Regions from separate parts of the Mus musculus genome. Here region 1 is linked to region 2. The links are chromatin contacts, called in public Hi-C maps. All regions are on one chromosome and are shown on one strand. Each heading gives the region's core, a stretch centred on a gene start, on an enhancer-like site or on the middle of the called end of the contact. The rest is flanking DNA. Distances are from core to core; before and after follow the strand shown.

What was found. A called contact is a pair of places that touch in the nucleus more often than the background predicts.
Region 1: a Hi-C map of neutrophils shows a contact between it and region 2, with 3 times the contacts expected there. The contact joins the promoter of Fam43a here to the promoter of Atp13a3 in region 2. A contact is called at or near these places in 1 of 39 promoter capture datasets (hippocampal neurons), 6 of 484 Hi-C or Micro-C datasets (the Ba/F3 cell line, CD8 T cells, LSK cells and 3 more) and 2 of 115 datasets of contacts at active chromatin or transcription factors (memory CD8 T cells and pancreatic cancer cells).

The regions. Positions count from the first base shown.
Region 1 is chr16:30,598,130-30,603,185 of GRCm38.p6, forward strand. Fam43a (family with sequence similarity 43, member A) reads left to right here and starts at 1,594. Exons shown (of 1, transcript NM_177632.3): 1 at 1,594-4,668. The coding sequence starts at 2,471. The coding sequence ends at 3,745.
Region 2 is chr16:30,387,215-30,392,929 of GRCm38.p6, forward strand. Atp13a3 (ATPase type 13A3) reads right to left here and starts at 1,316. Exons shown (of 34, transcript NM_001128096.1): 1 at 1,134-1,316; 2 at 393-438.

The DNA.
Region 1 (5,056 bases), core at 344-2,843, 210 kb after region 2:
CATTATAGGACATTTCTTTGATGGGGAAACATTTCTTTATTGTTATCACTGACTCTGTCGAATCTCATACAAGTGTCTGCATTTTAATCTTGGCATTGCATCATCCTCTGCTCTCAGAGAGCCCTCCAATCCCCCTCCCACTTGGGGAAATCATCTTTCAAACATCGCTTGCTCCCTGGATCCTCTTTAATTTTCTTAGTCACTGGGAACTCTCTTTTCTCTTTTCCCAGATTCTCATAGGACTTTGGGCTTTTCTGGCTGAAGTTAACCCAGCAAAAAAAAAAAAAAAAAAAATATATATATATATATATATATATATATATATATATATATATGTTTGCTCGGATGTCTCATTCATCAAATAGAAGTCGTTTAGCTTTTACTGGTTGGCCCCTGGGTGTCCAGAAGGTTGTGGAGGGTTCAGAGGGGCAAGCCGGCGAGTGAGGGTATCTTGTCTAGAGCTAGACATGGTGGTGCATGCCACAATGTGGAGACGGAGACAAGAGGATCCAAATGTGCGTAGAGCCTGATCGAGGTAACCAGATCCTGTCTCAGGGGAGGGAAAATAAAGGGGAACAAACAAACCCCACGTTGTCCAGTTAGCTCGTGAAAAAAGAGTATGAAAAGTATCATCTGAGTTTTTACTAAGCATTGTCACCCAAATTGCATCAGTGATGGCTCTACAAACAGCAGCACAGCCTTACTTAGAAACTTCATATGTCTCGAAAAAGTGCCTTACTCTGAGGGTCTGTGGCAGTTTGGGTCGGGGGTGGAAACTGGAAGCAAGTAACTTAGGGACCATTCACTACTGTGTTCAATATTGTTCATGGCAGTCATCTTAACCACGAACTTTCCACTACCTGCTTGCTGCTCACCGGCGGATAAATGGCACCAGGAGAAGAGTAACAGGCAAAAAATTGATTCTCTTATAGTTTGCCCCCCCCTCCTGATTCCCCCCCCCCCCCCCCCCAGTTTCTCTGTGTAGCCCTGGCTCTCCTGGAACTCACTCTGTAGACCAGGCTGGTCTCGAACTCAGAAATCCGCCTGCCTCTGCCTCCCAAGTGCTGGGATTAAAGGTGTGCGCCACCACCGCCTGGCTCTTTATTTTCCTTAATAGATGATTATTAAAGAATAATAGTAAACAGAACCTGCAAATTCTCTTGAAGTTGTCACAGAAGGAACACAACAACAGTCACCACAACGACAAAATACTACGCAATTTTCCCCAGAGCCTACAAGCTCAACTTCCACCGCCTCCTCCAGAAGTTTCGATCTAGACGTAGACTTATTCAGCGAGTTGCAATTTAGCCTAGGGTGGAGTGTCAAAGTTTAAGTTCCTCTTGCTATCTATCGGGTAACTCCAGGTCTTTTGGTTTCTATAGCTAAAAGAGATGCTGGTAAATTTGGAACGTGGTTGCCTAAGTGGACTAGTCTTCCCTTCTCTCGACCAGTGCCTGCAACCTGGTCCCTTTAAGAGACCAGAACTGCGTCCGGCGTCGCAGCCCTAAAGGGATCCTCTCCTGTGCTCCTCCCCTGTCCGCGCGGTGAATGGTTCGTGCCGGCCTATATTAACCCGAGATCTTCCTCCCGGACGGCAATGATGTGAAGCGAGCAAGTCGGCTACCGCGCGCACGACCACAGAGGGCGCGCTGCAGATCGCCGAGAACCCCGAAGCGGAGCCGGACACCCCCGGAGGGAAGCAATGAGGTAGCGGCAGTCCCCGGAGCGGACGATGTGCGCGTCCTGCCCTCCGAACCCCGCGCTACCTTGGCCGAGACGGCCGAGCGCGAGTCTCCGGCGTCCCCTCGGAGCGAGGATGCAGTGAGCTGCGGGACCGCTGTGCTTGGCCCGCCGCGGCCAGCCAGACCTCTCGGACCACACTTGGGGCAAGCTGCTTATTCAGGGACCAGTCCAGCCAAGGGGCTCGCCCTCTTCTGCACCCACTGGGGGTGGGGAGCACCGGCCCCTGGGCGCACTGCTGTAGTTTCCGCGGCTCCTGGCCCTGGCCCAAGACTTGTGTGTGTGTCACGTTCGCTGAAGAAGAGTTCCAGCTTATTTCTCTCACCATCCCGGTTGCTTTGGCCGAGCCGCCCACCTTTATTTATTTGTACGCACTCATTTGGCCTTTTTCTAAAATATTTTCCGCTCCGCTCTCTTATTTTGTTGCTTGTTTGAGACTTTTGTCCTGGTCCTCCTCATCTAGGCTTCTCTCTCTCTCTCTCTCTCTCTCTCTCTCTCTCTCTCTCTTTCCTGAATATTTTTTTCTAATATCCTACCCCAGTCCCTGCGGGGTTCCCAAGCACTATCTGGCCTCTCCTGCCTCCATCTCCCTGCCCCGGAGGTCCTCCCAGCCTGAGTTTTATTTTTCGAGCTTGCCCGGGCCAAGCGTAGCCTGGGTTGGTGGCCCTGCGGGGCTCTCACCCCGCGCTCGGCCACCGCCGCCCCAGCCACTCCCGGGCGTCCTCCGGAGATGCTGCCGTGGAAGAAGCACAAGTTCGAGCTGCTGGCCGAGGCGCCGCCGCGGCAGGCGTCCAAGCCTAAGGGCTACGCTGTGAGCCTGCACTACTCCGCGCTCAGCTCCTTGGCGAGAGCCTGCCCGGAAGGCGCGCTCAGCCGGGTGGGCAGCATGTTCCGCTCCAAGCGCAAGAAGCTGCACATCACCAGCGAGGACCCCACTTACACTGTGCTCTACCTGGGGAATGCCACCACCATCCAGGCGCGCGGGGACGGTTGCACTGACCTAGCGGTGGGCAAGATCTGGAGCAAGAGTGAGGCCGGCCGTCAAGGGACTAAGATGAAGCTGACCGTGAGTGCGCAAGGCATCCGCATGGTGCATGCCGAGGAGCGAGCGCTGCGACGTCCCGGCCACCTCTACCTGCTGCACCGCGTCACCTACTGTGTGGCAGACGCGCGGCTACCCAAAGTCTTCGCCTGGGTATACCGGCATGAGCTGAAGCACAAGGCGGTAATGCTACGCTGCCACGCGGTGCTGGTGTCCAAGCCGGAGAAGGCTCAGGCCATGGCTCTGCTGCTTTACCAGACATCAGCCAACGCTCTGGCAGAGTTTAAACGTCTCAAGCGGCGGGATGATGCGCGTCACCAGCAGCAGGAGTTGGTGGGCGCACACACCATCCCACTAGTGCCGCTGCGCAAGCTGCTCTTGCACGGACCTTGCTGCTACAAGCCGCCAGTGGAGCGCAGCCGCAGCGCTCCCAAGCTGGGCTCCATCACCGAGGACCTGCTTGGGGAACAGCAAGAGGAGGAGCTGCAGGAGGAAGAAGAGGAGCATCTGGAGGACTGCCTGGAGGAGGAGGAAGAAGAGGACGGTGTGGGGGATGGGGATCCAGCAGAGGAAGAGGCTGAGGCGCAGAGGGCGCTGGTGGTGGCCATGCAGTTGGAATGTGAGGACTTGCTGGACCCGCTGGAAAATGGCCACGAGGAGGCGTTGGGGGACGGCGGGGTCTCGCTGGGCCCCAGCTCGGGGACATCACTTCCTCTGTCAGTCTGTGCCTCAGACATGAAGGCCCAACTGTCACAGCTTATTAGTGACCTGGGCGACCTTAGCTTTGGCAATGACGTGAGCACCCTGGAGACCGATTTAAGGGTGACACGCCTGCTGTCGGGCGAGAGCACAGGCAGCGAGAGCTCCATCGAGGGCGGAGGCCTGGATGCCACCCCTGTCAGCCCTGGCAACCCATCGGGCCCTGCTGACAGCACCAGCCTAGATGAGCCCTACTCGGGCTAAGCTGCCAGAAGACTTCTCTGTGCGCCCCTCCCAACATACACATAGTGGCTCCCCAACAGTAGTTCTATTCCCCCTAACCTCCAGGAAAGGGAAAATGATGCACTTGAAGCCCAGACCCGACTTTGGAGTTTTCTGGGGAAGCTATTCCCTCTTGCTAGTTGCCCCAGCGCTTTGGCTCAGAGGTGGCTCAGGTTGTGAACAGGGGGATGGGGGGCAGGGAGGGCGAGAAGCACTACAAAGGTGGGTGAGGGAGAGCTGGCTGAAGTTGGAAAAGGCCAAGGGCGGGCTGGAGGTGCCCAGCAGCCGGTTTCCTGTTTGTGAGGCAGCTGGGGCTAGGGAAGGAGGGGTTAACTTCCTCTCCAGACCCCCTGACTGGAAGGCCTCTTTCTGTCATCAATATCTCATTAACAAAGTCACTTTCAAAACGTTGGAGGCTTCAATGCCACTTTACCTGCCCCCAGTTCTTTCGGATAGGGGAGCTTGGGCTGTTTACCTCAGACTCAAACTCTTGAAAGTTTGCCAAATTTCTCAAATAACTCTTCTTGGGGGGGGGGGCAGTGTATGAAAGTCGTGTTTTGTTTACAGTTAAAGAAACCTAATATCTAAAAAACAAAAAAGGAATTTTCCTTTAGAAATACACACCTTCCTCTGGCCCCAAAGCTCCTACTCCATGATGCTATGTAAAATATTTTTGCACTGTTGTGAAGTATTTTTGACTTTTTGTTTTTTGTACATAACTGTGTTCTCGGAGCTGAATGTTTATATCTCTTTTGCTGTGCAAAAGATACCTGTAAAATGTTGTACGGTTGTATATATGGAAATGTGTATAAAACATTTTGTTATTTTTTTGAGCAGCCTTGTTTCAGTTCTGTTGGCATGTCAGCAGCGGGGTGAGAATAAAGAGGAAAAGCTGTCAGAACAGGCGAGAGCCTCTGGAAATGCTACCCCAGATGATTGGCGGGGAGGAGGTGGGGGCGGGGTTGTGCCTCCAGTTTTAGTGTGGTCCTGCTGTGGCTGGAAGAGAGCCGGAGGTGAGACCTTGCCACCCATAGCGTGCTTTTGGATCAGACCAACTCGGGGTGTTTTATCTGTGGCCAGCCTCTGTATATTTCATATTCCCATTGTGTGTGTGTGTGCAGTTTTGCTTGCTTGTTGCTTTTGAGACAAGAGACGCACTGTGCGGCTCTAACTGGCCAGGAACTTCCTAATACAGACCAGGCTGGCTTCAAATTGAGAGATCTGCTTGCCTCTGTTTCCCAAATGTTGGGGGTCAAAGCTGTGCAACATTCGTTATGCCTGGCATATGGATTT
Region 2 (5,715 bases), core at 66-2,565:
TGCTCTTAGGACCTAACCACTGCAGTCAGCTCACAACCACCTGTTTCAAAGGGCCTGGCCTCCGAGGGCATCCACGCCTTTCACATACATACTCAAGCACACATGTAAGTAAAAACAAATAAACTTTCACATTAGCCTCAAACCCTCTATAATTGTATTCGTCACGAAAAGGCCCCACATGTCTTGGATTTAAACAATCCTGCAGTCCTGCTTCACAGATCAAAAAAAAAAAAAATCACCATTAACATACTCAAACGTGTTCCATTCAGTTCAGAATCACATAAATTTCTGGGTTTATGACTCCAGAACCATTCATTTTGCACTAATACAAGCCACTAAATATAGCTCTAAAACATTAATGACTGGGAGCTAATTATGTAAGTGATTCATACCTCTTATGTATCCAGACACCAAGATCCTAGGGTGCTTCTGTCAGACCTAAGGGGGAAATAAACAATGAACACCTGTCACAAAAGCCTTCCAAACTGGGAAGCCCCAAACAGTTACTGTCAGTCGACAAATGCTACTCCTTCCTCCACTCCCAACTCCACACCCCACCAGAAAAGCGATCAATCAGGCCCACAGTCTGTGTGAAGGCGAGGCCAGAGAGTACGTAGCGAAAAAAGGGTCTGGGCTTTTCTAGTCCTCACGGCCCTGCGTCTCTCCCTTTAATCTGGAGTGTTGACACCTCAAGTCCGCTTTCCTTTCTGGACTTCGGTTATCGGTGTAGAGTGTGCTGATAGTAGGGTGATTTACTCGTCGGTGGCTGGGGCCGAACTAGGCTTCGGACAGTCAGCACCGGCACGGACCCATCTGGGGCCCTTCCCACATTCTTGCTCCGGGCACATCACCTTCTGGACTTTCTAGAGCGGCTGGCCTAGCGGGGCCGGCCGGCACGCAGAGGGTGCACTCCAGACCTCCACACGTACACGTGCTCCCAGACAGTGCCGGGTCTCCGCACCCCTCTCCCTGTCACACACATACCCCTTCCCAGAGAGGTGATGTCCGATTCGAGTCGAGGAAGCAGCCACAGACCCACCTGGTACCCGCCACCCGGGCGACGCCGTTCGCCTCCTCCAACCTCCCCATCACCTTCGCCTCCCGCCCCACACCCCGCTCGCCCAGTCACTCACCAGCCGCGCCGCCGTGCCGCCTTCTCCGCGGCCTCCCGGCCCGGGCAGCCAAAAGGCCGCAGGGGGCCGGGGGGCCGCTTTCGCCACCGCCGCCGCCTCTCCTCAGCCCAGCCCCATCACCCACGGCCGGCGCCGGCGGCCGCGGGTCGCTCGGGCTCGAGGGTCCGCCGCCACGCGTCGCGGCTCCGGCTGTGGGAACAGAGGCGCCGCGGCGGGGCCCGGGCCGCACCGGGCTCAGGGGCGTCCGCGCTCCGCTGTCGGCGCCCGGGGCGGCGGCGGCGGCGGCGTGCAGCCGGGCAGGGCGAGAACAAGGGAGCGCGGCGCGGAAGACCGGCAGGGGAGGAGGACGGTCTGTGCTGCGAAGCGGTCTCCCGCCGTCGGCGACGAAGCGGACCCCCTCCCCGCGGCCACGGCGCCCGGTCACGCTGCGGGGAGGGCCGGCGGGCACACGGGGAGCGCCCCGCGAGCTCAGGACTCCCGCGCCGGATGTGAGGTCACGTGATTGCCTCATCCCAGCGCCCAGCGCGGAGGGGCCGTCAGGGGGCGGGGCGACCCTCCGGTCCCGCCCACCTCCTCGCCTACGGGGCCCCCAGCCCGCCTAAGCGAGAACTGCTAGCGGGATGCTGCTCAGGACTCATTTTGCGGGAGGCGATCAACTTAGGTGTCGCTTCCCATGCGAGGAGATCGTAGTCCAAACCCCCATTTTCTAAACAAAGACACTGAGGCCCAGTGGTAAGTGCAGGCTTGTCTAGGGTGGCAATCATAAAGGACGCCTGTGCTGGCAAGGTGGAGAGCAAAGTCCTAGCTCTGGACCCAGATTCTTTCCCTCCTTTATCCCCACCTATACCAAAAAGAACACTTTAATTCCAATGGAACTCCTGGCCCAGCCCACGGGCGTGGGACAGAGAACAGTCAGGTAGGTAAGAGAGCTTCCATACGGAAGACAGCCGGGTCTCAGAGAGGAGTTTCTTCCGACAGAGCTGGAAGCAAATTAAATACTTCCCTCCACAGGAGATTTATCTTGGGGCACTGCCTCGCCCGGATGTTCAAATCGCGGTTTTGGTTTTCACTGCCTTCCGCTCCCTGTCGAGCGCGGGAAGCTGAGCCTGCCACCTGCTGCCTCCAGCTCCGCCATCTTTCCACTCTGAGTCTACCTCACCTGCATCCCAGACGCCTGGCCATCTTTGTTCTCCTACCTTCCTACAAACATAACTTTTAGCTGCTTGACTGTCTTAGAGGAGGGAACAGCTGTGTTCAGCTCCTGTTCCCATACTTGGGCACCGTCCACCAGAGGCATGGAGCATCCTGCCTCTTGGTCCGCAGCAGAGAGTAGCACCTCATTTGGGTCGGTAATGTGCCCCAGATACGTGGCCCTAATACACTTCAATGGGAACAGTAAGGATGCTGATCCTGCTTTCCAACCGCAGTGGTGAAGGGCTGGATGGCAACCACGAAATTCTTTTTACCAGGTAATGTGGACATCACAGTAAATGACGATGAGCCACAGCTGTGGCTTCCCAGCTCCTGCTCCCCATTGGGTTTCAGCCCTCCGTGTGTTCCCTAGCTCACTTGTGTTGGAGTACGTAAGTAGTCTAGGATTGAGGAAGTCTGGGTAGAACTGAAAAAACCCTGCACACACTCCTGACAGCTTCCTTAGCAGTTGGTTATTTACCTCGCAGATTTTAACAAGCACAAGCCTCTCCTGGTCCTATAAATAAAACTGTCAAGCCAACCATCCACTTAGAGTGCCCTCTTCAATTAGCCATCAAGTGTTTCTGACCCTCTTATGCACACCTCTTAAACAGTGGGTCTCCCCCTGGCCTGCCTGTACTTCCTCATTCCTCAACTCGTGGCAAACTAACCACACACACACACACACACACACAGAGAGAGAGAGAGAGAGAGAGAGAGAGAGAGAGCTCAACTGACAGTAACCCTTGACCTTGTCATCCACCATTGCAGAACTGTCCTCGGTACTACCTCTCAGCATCTCTCTGCCACATTTGACACTGTGGGTGTTCTCACCTTCTGAAATTACTCTACTGCCTCAGCTTGCAAAGGATTTTGCTCTCCCAGTTGTCAAGTCTCTGTAACTAAGACCTCTCTGCCTTCCTCCGTGGCACCAGTTGTGAAGCAGCACCTGAAATGCAGGGCAGCACCTAAGCCCCACAGCTGTGCCCACTCGGCTGCACTCAACTCTGGGAGGATCAGCTCCACCCTTGGCTTTGAACTCCCACATCAGCCAGATGCCTTTTACCAAACAGAGACTCAAATATCCAACGGCTTGTCATGCATCTCTATGGAGAGCTCACCAAGAAACACCAACAGTTGTCCAAAACCCTCTGCCTTTAAAACTGCCCCTCCCAGAACTATGAGCACTGCCATCACATAACCATTTGAATTAGGAAATTAGGAATAGATGAGTCACCCATGATGAGTCACCAAGCCCTATCTGTTTCACGTCAAATTCCTACCTCCATTCCTCTGGCACCCATTCTTTCTAAGCTATGCCTCTTTGGCAGCCTCCAACGGCCTTCTTTGGATGAACACATCCTCCACACTGCCTCCAAAGTCCTGTCTAAAATGCACAACTACTTAAAGTCCTAAGGTCAATGCACTCAGGTTTTTTTTTTTTTTTTTTTTTTTTTTTTTTGGTTTGCTATTACATGTATTTGTGGGGGTGAGGGACACATCATGGCACAAGAGCAGATGTCAGAGGGCAATCTTATTATGGAGTTGGTTCTCTGGTTGCATGCTGTGGGTCCCAAGGATGGAACTCAGGTGGTCAGGCTTGGTACCTGCCTGCCATTCCACAGGCCAGCACTGGGGTTTTAAAACACAGTAGGAGCCGGGCGTGGTGGCACACACCTTTAATCCCAGCACTCGGGAGGCAGAAGCAGGCAGATTTTTGAGTTCAAGGCCAGCCTGGTCTACAAAGTGAGTTCCAGGACAGCCAGGGCTATACAGAGAAACCCTGCCTCAAAAACAAGACAAAACAAAAACAACAACAACAACAAAAATCAAACAACTTGGACTATAGGAGACCCTGTGTCAAGACAACAAACAGACAAACAAACTTGAAAAGCCCAGACTTCAACCAAAGTTTTCTTTAAAAAAAAATTTAGGGGGCTGGTGAGATGGCTCAGTGGGTAAGAGCACCCGACTGCTCTTCCAAAGGTCCGGAGTTCAAATCCCAGCAACTACATGGTGGCTCACAACCATCCACAATGAGATCTGACTCCCTCTTCTGGAGTGTCTGAAGACAGCTACAGTGTACTTACATATAATAAATAAATAAATCTTTTAAAAAAATTTAAAAATATATATATATATTTTTTTTAACGTGTGTGAGTATACTGTCACTGTCTTTAGACACACCAGAAGAGGGCATCGGATTCCATTACAGATGGTTGTGAGCCACTATGTGGTCGCCAGGAATTGAACTCAGTACCTATGGAAGAGCAGCCAGTGCTCTTAACCACTGAGCCATCTCTCCAGCCCAACCAAATTTTTCAAACTAAGGCAACTCACATGTATGAGTGTTTTGTCTGCATGCATGTCTGAGCACAACATGACTGCCTGGTATCCTGTGGGGCCAGAAGAGGTTGTCACCTCCAGGTACTGGAGTTACAGACAGGTGTAAGCTGCTATGTGTGTGATGAGAATTGAACCTGGATCCTCTGAAGACTCTCGGTTCTCTCCAGTCCATTATTTATTTTTGAGACACTGTCCCTCTATGTCACCTTGCTGATTGGAACCTACTATATATCCCAGAATAGCTTAAAAATTTGTGGCAATCCTCCAGTGGGTGCTGAGACTTCAGGTTTGTTCTACTTCACCCATGATCTCTTCTTTCTCTTTGAGACACCTTTTCTATCAATTATGTTCAATTACGTAGTCTTAGAATTCCTCCTCTTTATTACTCCTTTTTACTCTTTTGTCCTCTCTCTTACACACACACACACACACACACACACTGCCTAAAAACGAAAGGTAACACCTCTAGTGTATGCAATGACATATTCTTCCCAGGTAACCTTATCTACCATGGGTGTAGCTATCATCTGCTTGTACATTAATAACTCTCAACTGCATCCCTATAGCCCATTCCTTTCTTGCAAGACAGAACCATACATACCTCCCTGCCTAGCTTGGTTGTTGTTGTTTATTTTGTTTTTTAAATTGTATGGTGAGAGTGAGGTGAGCATACACAGAAGGCTGAGGTACCAGACCACCTTGAGATGAACTGTTTGTGAGACATCCAATATGGATAGTGAGAATTGAACTTGGATCCTTGGGAAGAGCAGCTAGTGCTCTCAACAACTGTTGTCTCTCCAGCCCTATTATTGTCTCCTTTTGTTTTTGTTTTGCTTTTTGTTTGTGTTTGAGACAGGGTTTCTCTGTATAGCCCTGGCTGTCCTGGAACTTACTCTGTAGACCAGGCTGACCTCGAACTCAGAAATTCACCTGCCTCTGCCTCCCGAGTGCTGGGATTAAAGGCATGCACCACCACTGCCTAGCTATTTTCTTCTTTTGTTGTTGGTTGGTTGTAGAGTCCTGCATGGCCTTGGAAGGTACATCA